Regions from separate parts of the Pan troglodytes genome. Here region 1 is linked to region 2. Evidence: chromatin contacts called from public Hi-C data. All regions are on one chromosome and are shown on one strand. The core of a region is the stretch at or near the end of the contact, and the rest is flanking DNA. Distances in the headings are between cores, read along the strand shown.

Region 1 (3,466 bases), core at 772-3,271, 140 kb before region 2:
ACCTGAATTCAGGAGTTTGAGACCAGCCTGGCCAACATGGTGAAACCCCGTCTTTACTAAAAATACAAAAGTAGTGGGGCAGAGCAGTGCACGCCTATAATCCCAGCTACTTGGGAGGCTGAGGCAGGAGAATCACTTGAACTCGGGAGGCAGAGGCTGCAGTGAGGCGAGGTCGCACCATTGCACTCCAGCCTGAGCCACAAGAGTGAAACTCCGTCTCAAAAAAATAAATAAATAAGAATAGTACCTTCACCTCACAGGACCGTTGTGAGGAACAGATGAGATAACCCATCTCAAGAACAGTGCCTAGTGCATGCCAAACACCCTAAAGGCACTATTTAGAATGAGCACAGTGGCTGGCACAGTAAGCAACTGACCATCCACCACATATTACTGTTGTCCCAGAAGTTAAGTCCTGGCTACTGGCCACAGGCTGGACAAGGGAAACTTCCAGAGCATTTTCTGGGTTCCAGGCCCTGCTTTGGGGTTCCTCTACCAGAGTCCGAGTGCCGCTGACTGTCACTGCCACCATTCATCCAGTAGCAGAGGGCAGACCACCATCGTGGGCTGCTGAGGTTGCACTCTCACCTGAGCCGCTGGGAAGAGATGTTCCTTATCCACCTGGGCTGCAATGGGAAACAACTCCTTCTCGGCAAAGTCCCGGCATGTCTGGAGCAACATCTGGTGTGTCTCGGGCAGTTCCACAGACTGGTAGATGGTGTGTAACTGCCGCCAGGCCCTAGGACAGAGAGCTGCCGGCAAGGGCAGAAGTGAGTGGAAGGAGGAGGCAGGAGGTCTCCAAGAATCCTAGTGACCCACTAACTCACCAGGGAGGATTTTGCCCTCCAAGGGACATCTCACAATGTCTGGAGCCAGTTTTAGTTGTCACAACTAGAGCAGGGGAATGCTATTGGTACCCAGTGGATAGGGGTCCGGGATCCCTGCTGAACATCCAACAAGGCAGAGGACAGCCCCCACAACAAAGAACTGCCAGCCCAAAATGTCCATGGCGGCCACTGAAAACCCCATACTAACTGAATGCTTAGTACACTCACTAGACATTTCCATACACTACATCCTTCAGTCCTCAGTATAATACCAACAGTAATAAGACCTCAGCTCTGTGACCTTAGGCAAGGGTTTTAAACGTCAGTGAGCCTCCGTTTCTATAACAAGTGGAGGCGAATAGTATTCCGCTCCTCGGAGTGCGAAAGAAAGACTAACTAGCGCTTAACACAGTTCTCAGTAGCGTTCCCCTTGTAATTCAGGCCAGGCAAAGGAAGCCGTGGCTATATGTGTCACGGCTGCTACAACTGGAGACACGTAAGATGGGAAAGGTACTGTATTAACCAGCAAGAACGAGCATTTGTGGAACACCTGTTACACGCCAGGCACGAAGTGCTTTACATACCCTATGATTTAATCCTCCCAACAACTCTGATTTTCTCTGTGGACATTTTACACATGGGCCAACCGAGGCTGAGGAGGGGCTGTCTTGCCCAAGGTCACAGATGCGGGTCTGGTTCAATCCCAGGCCTGGCTCCGGAAGAAGGACGCACCCTGAACCTCTAGTGGGGGTGAAATGAAGGGAGGGAGATATGGGAACTGGGAACTGGGCTGGTGGCTGGGGTCAATCGGGGGGTAGGGGTCTGTGCAGGAACCAGGGACGCCTGAAGGGCCGGGCTGGGTCGGCGCAAGGAGCAGCAGAACTGGGGCAAAGGCCGTGAGCGCTCCCGAAGTGGGGCTCCGCCTGCCAGCGGCTCTGACAGAGCCGGCCGCCAGGACCTCCGCCCGCTGGGCCAGGCGCGGGCTGCAGCCCCGCCGTACGGATCCCCAGCGCACTCACCTCTGCGGACAGGGCCCGAGGCCCGGGCGAGCAGCGCGGCGGCCATGGGCGACAGACACAGTCCCAGGCTTCGCGACCTACCGCTGCGAGCGCGCCGTTCCGGAGTGCTGGGGGGCGGGACCCGGGGCAGAGGCCACGCCCGTAGGGCCTCGGGGGCGGGGCCGAGGTGCGCTCGCGGCCAGGGGGCGGGGCCTCCAGTGGTCCCTCCCAAGGCGATGAACCGACGCTCGACTGCGCGCGCGGTCGGTCAGCTGGCTGTTCGTGCCCACATTCGTTAATCAAAATGCTAACAAGAGAAAGCTAAGGATAGAGCTTCGCAGAAAGGCCAGAGAGGTCTTTTTAAAGCATAAATAAGATAGCGATCTTCGGGTTAAAACTTTGTTGGCTTTGTCGGCGGGCCCATCCCTCCTAAAATCCAATTCTACGGCTTAAAAAGCCAAGACCTGCCTTGTCTATCAGGGCCCATGCCCACCGTTCCCTGGTTATTGTTGCTTAGCTTTACGAGGCAGCTCTTCTCTAAGACCCTTAGCTGGTTCCTGACTCGGGGCCTCTGTGATCACTGTTCCTTTTGTCTGGAATGCCCCCTCTTCGTTCAGGTCTCATGGATGCCTGCCCTGACCACACCAAGCCGTTTCTCCCCTCCGGCTCTCTATCTTTCGTTCTGTTTATTCAAGGCACTTTGCATCTGAAATTATCTGCTTCCCCGACTCGCTCCGAGAAGCTCAAGGACCTGTCTTGTGTTGGTGCTCAATATTTAGGCCCCTGGAGTTGGGCTGCAAGGAAAGCTTTCTTTTCCCCAGAGGCTGTGAAGGTGGGTGGAGATGCTACCCCCGTTCCACTTCAGTACTGTCTGTCTCATTCCCGATTGGGGCAGAACCCAGCCACATATTTGACCCCTAGCATCCTCATCAGGACACCTTTGCCCCGCCCAAGAAACTATGCTGATTTTACTTGTCCCATAAGGGTCTTCTCTTGTGCAAGTGTGATTCTGATTCCCATAGCCTCCTGGGCACCACCCACGCCCTCCCAGGCACCCACACATCCCTCCAACTGCCTTTCTTTCCCAGCACTCAGCCAGGCAGGCATCTGTTCCCAGCATTGACCTATTTGCCAAAACTTCTGTCTCTTCCTCTTGGAGGAAAGTGGAAACCTCGGTCACTACTTCCTAGAGGAAAGCCAATCAAAAGATGCAGCAAAGTCCTTAATGTGTTACCTTTCTTTTCAAATAATGCATTTAAAAGAACGCCTCTAAATTCTCAGTACTTTAAAGTCAAATGAATGGCTCCCACTGGCAAATGCTCTAAGGGCTTCCTCACCTTTCAGTCATCCCACCTGGGAACCAGCCCTGGGTGGAAGAAACGATGAAGAAGCAGGAGAAAAGGGAGAAATAAGTGAGTTGTGTTTGTGAGCAAAGGCCAATAATAATTGCTTCAGGTGCCACAAAGCATCTAAACCAGACTCTTGAGAATTTGTGACTGTAAATATGAACGTTCAAATTTCATTTTAAAAGTATCCAAGTTTTCCAATAGAGACAGAATCAGATAGTGGTTGCAAGAGGCGAAGTGGGGGAAGTCACCTGGCTGCAAACACAAGGAACTCAGGAACTTTCTGAGTGGGTAC
Region 2 (3,216 bases), core at 436-2,935:
CAGGCGTGGTAGCTCACGCCTGTAATCCCAGCACTTTGGGAGGCCGAGGTGGGTGGATCACCTGAGGTCAGGAGTTCAAGACCAGCCTGGCCAACATGGGGAAACCCTGTCCCTACTAAAAATACAAAAATTATCCAGTTGTGGTGGCACACACCTGTAGTCCCAGCTACTTGGGAGGCTGAGGCAGGAGAATCGCCTGAATCCAGGAGGCAGAGGTTGCAGTGAGCTGAGATCATGCTCCAGCTTGGGCAACAGAGTGAGACTCCGTCTCAAAAAACTAAATAAATAAATACAAAAATTAGCTGGTCGTGGTGGCAGGTGCCTGTAATCCCAGCTACTCGGGAGGCTGAGGCAGGAGAATCGCTTGAACTCAGGAGGCAGAGGTTGCAGCCAGCCTCCTGGCTGCATTTATATAAAGTTTAAGAACAGGCAAAATTAATCTAGCAGGGTAGAAGTGGTAATAGTGGCTGATAGCAGTAAGCAATTTGACTGGAAGAGGGCTCAGGGAACCTTCTGGGATACTGGAAATGCTCTTTATTTTAATCTTGGAGGTGGTTATAGAAGTCTATCCATATGTAAAAATTCATTGAGATGTACACTTAAGAATATGTACTTTATGTAATACCCCATAAGACTTTTTTTTAAATACTTAAAAATAAAAGAAAAAAGCATAATTTAACAGAGGGCATAGTTCTCAAGCTGTTTTCTCTGTCTCAGGACCCCTTTACACACGTTACTGAGGATGCCCAAGAGCTTTTAGTTTTGTGGGTTATATTTACTATGGACATTAAAGTTGAGAAACGTTTAAAAAACAATACACAATTCCTAGAGCAGTGACGTCATCACGTCAAGCAGCCTCTGGAAAACTTGACTGTTCACTCAGAGAGAATGAAAAAGACAAGTAACATCTTAGCATTATTATGAAAGTAATTTTGACTTCGGGGACTCCCAAATCGAGTGAATTTAGGAAATCTCAGTGGTCCCCAGACGGCACTTTGAGAACCACTGGCGCAGGGGGAAAATGACAGAAGAAAACACACTACACGACAACAGTTATTCTCTCTCAGTGCTGGGATTATAATTTATTTGCTTCTTTGTGCTTTTCTGTTAAAAAAAAAAAAGGTAAACGGAAATGGAAAATACAATGACCACGTATTGTTTCTGCGAGCAAAAAACGAGACGGCACACTCGCCTCCCTAAGATTGCTGAAAGGCCCAAACAGCAATAGCATATTTAGCTGTATGGAAGAATTAAACTGAGCTCAAACCTGAAAATAAAAGTCCGATTTCCCGTTTGTCAATCCCTGGGCTGTGAGGTGCAGGGTCTTGCCCTCAAAAGCTCCACCGTTCACCTTGGGGAGAGAATATACTCGCATACATAACTGTGGTGCAAGGTTCCCAGGGCCCCAAGGGTAGCGGCTGCATCCTACACACTATTGTAAACTTCAGTGTGCAACAGAACCATCCATTACAGCTGCAAGCCGCTCCATCCCGGGGTTCAGCCCTCAAACTAGTCAGTGACCCTCCGCAGGACGCATGCGCGCTTACAAACGCAGTTGGGCGGGGCTTGAGGGAGCTGACAGACTTCGGCCTCTCAACTTTCTAGCTCCGCCCTAATATCCTGTCTCCTTCTCTGAATGGCTGAAAGGCTGCGGAAGCAAGCTTCCCATTGGCAGCGGGCAGAACTCACATCCGGTTTGCACGCCGGACCGGAGAGCGCGGAGGCAGCCATGGTGCGGTTCAAGCACAGGTAAGCATTCCGTTCCAGACCCTCCCAGTGCCTTGCTGGGTCCTCGCGGCCCCGCTAGTGTCCACCTTCCTCTCGCCTGCCGCAGGTACCTGCTCTGCGAACTGGTGTCTGACGACCCCCGCTGCCGCCTAAGCCTCGATGACCGAGTTCTGAGCAGCCTCGTACGGGACACGATCGCCAGGGTGCACGGAACTTTCGGCGCAGCCGCCTGCTCCATCGGCTTCGCGGGTGCAAGGGCGCTGGGGAAAGAGGGGAACCCGGGAGGATGGCGGGATGTGGAGGGGGCAGGCGCCGGAGGAAGAAAGAAGGGGCACGAGTGGCCAAGCCCGTGCACCGTTTTTTGTAAGGTATCTCTTTAAGCGCCTGGAACCCCAAGCGAGAGTCCGAAATTAGCAGAGCGCTAAAAGGAGGGGCCCGAAGGCAGTGGGGCTTTGAGCTAGAAGCCTCTTTTTACCTGCTTGACAGGTAATTTCTGTAATTGGTTGTGATTGTATTTGATAGGGTAGAGAATTAAATGAGGGAAGCTGTGTATACTTCCTAGTAAGAGCTATTATATGACCGATTACATTAACATCACATGGAAAAAAATTGTCAAAAGTACCCCGGGAAAGCCCTTAAATAGTTGGTAAAGTACAGAACACATGATTGTCAATATATGTAAATACAGGATGAGCTAGGACAGAGGGGCCCTTCTTTCACACCACTTAAATTAGTTCCCACTTTTACCTTGTTTGAGATTGACTTCTGGAGAGTTAAATGCAGATAGACTTAACTCTCCTAAGTCAGGTGAGACTGAGAGCTGACTGCTACAATAATTACGGAGCCCAAATGCAGTAAAACAGCCTGTTTTTCAGGCAAGGGTTTTGTGGGGGTTTTTCCTAAATTAAAACGGATCGCCTCCTACCTGCTCCTATTTATTGAATTAACTAGTGAATTAGAAAGCATTTTCAATTCTAAATTCATTCACCAGTTCTGAGTGGTGTGCAACACAGTGGGTGTTTTGGCTTTTCTCTTTTACTCGCTGATCTACGTGCCACTTGCCTACAACATACTTTTGGCACATAGTAGGCTCTGTTACTCCAAAGTTTTCCTTTTTTCGAGACAGTCTGGCTGTTGCCCAGGCTGCTGGAGTGCAGCAGCGAGATCGGGGGTCATTGCTGCCTCTGCCTCCTGGGTTCAGGTGATTCTCATGCCTCAGCCTCCTGAGTGGCTGGAATTACAGGTGCGCACCACCACACCCAGCTAATTTTTGTATTTTTAGTAGAGACGGGGTTTCATCATGTTGGCCAGGCTGGCCTCGAACTCCTGACTTAAAGTGATCTGCCCACCTCAGCCTCCCAAAGTGCTGGGATTACAGGCGTGAGCCACCACACACAGCAAAAGTTTTCCAAAATGATTTTTCTTTCCTGTTGTAGTTCGATACCTCAATGCCTATACTGGAATAGTGCTACTTCGATGCAGAAAAGA

Evidence for each region. Hi-C and Micro-C count contacts between places; a contact is called where the count stands out from the background.
Region 1: a Hi-C map of induced pluripotent stem cells shows a contact between it and region 2, with 4 times the contacts expected there. The contact joins the promoter of ACADS here to the promoter of POP5 in region 2. A contact is called at or near these places in 3 of 7 Hi-C or Micro-C datasets (induced pluripotent stem cells and stem cell-derived neural progenitor cells), 1 of 1 datasets of contacts at active chromatin or transcription factors (stem cell-derived excitatory neurons) and 1 of 1 other capture datasets (stem cell-derived neural stem cells).

Annotation. Positions count from the first base shown.
Region 1 is chr10:127,539,202-127,542,667 of NHGRI_mPanTro3-v2.0_pri, reverse strand. ACADS (acyl-CoA dehydrogenase short chain) reads right to left here and starts at 2,021. Exons shown (of 10, transcript XM_001162935.6): 1 at 1,847-2,021; 2 at 589-752. The coding sequence starts at 1,892.
Region 2 is chr10:127,394,659-127,397,874 of NHGRI_mPanTro3-v2.0_pri, reverse strand. POP5 (POP5 homolog, ribonuclease P/MRP subunit) reads left to right here and starts at 1,685. Exons shown (of 5, transcript XM_509430.8): 1 at 1,685-1,749; 2 at 1,835-1,977; 3 at 3,165-3,216. The coding sequence starts at 1,730.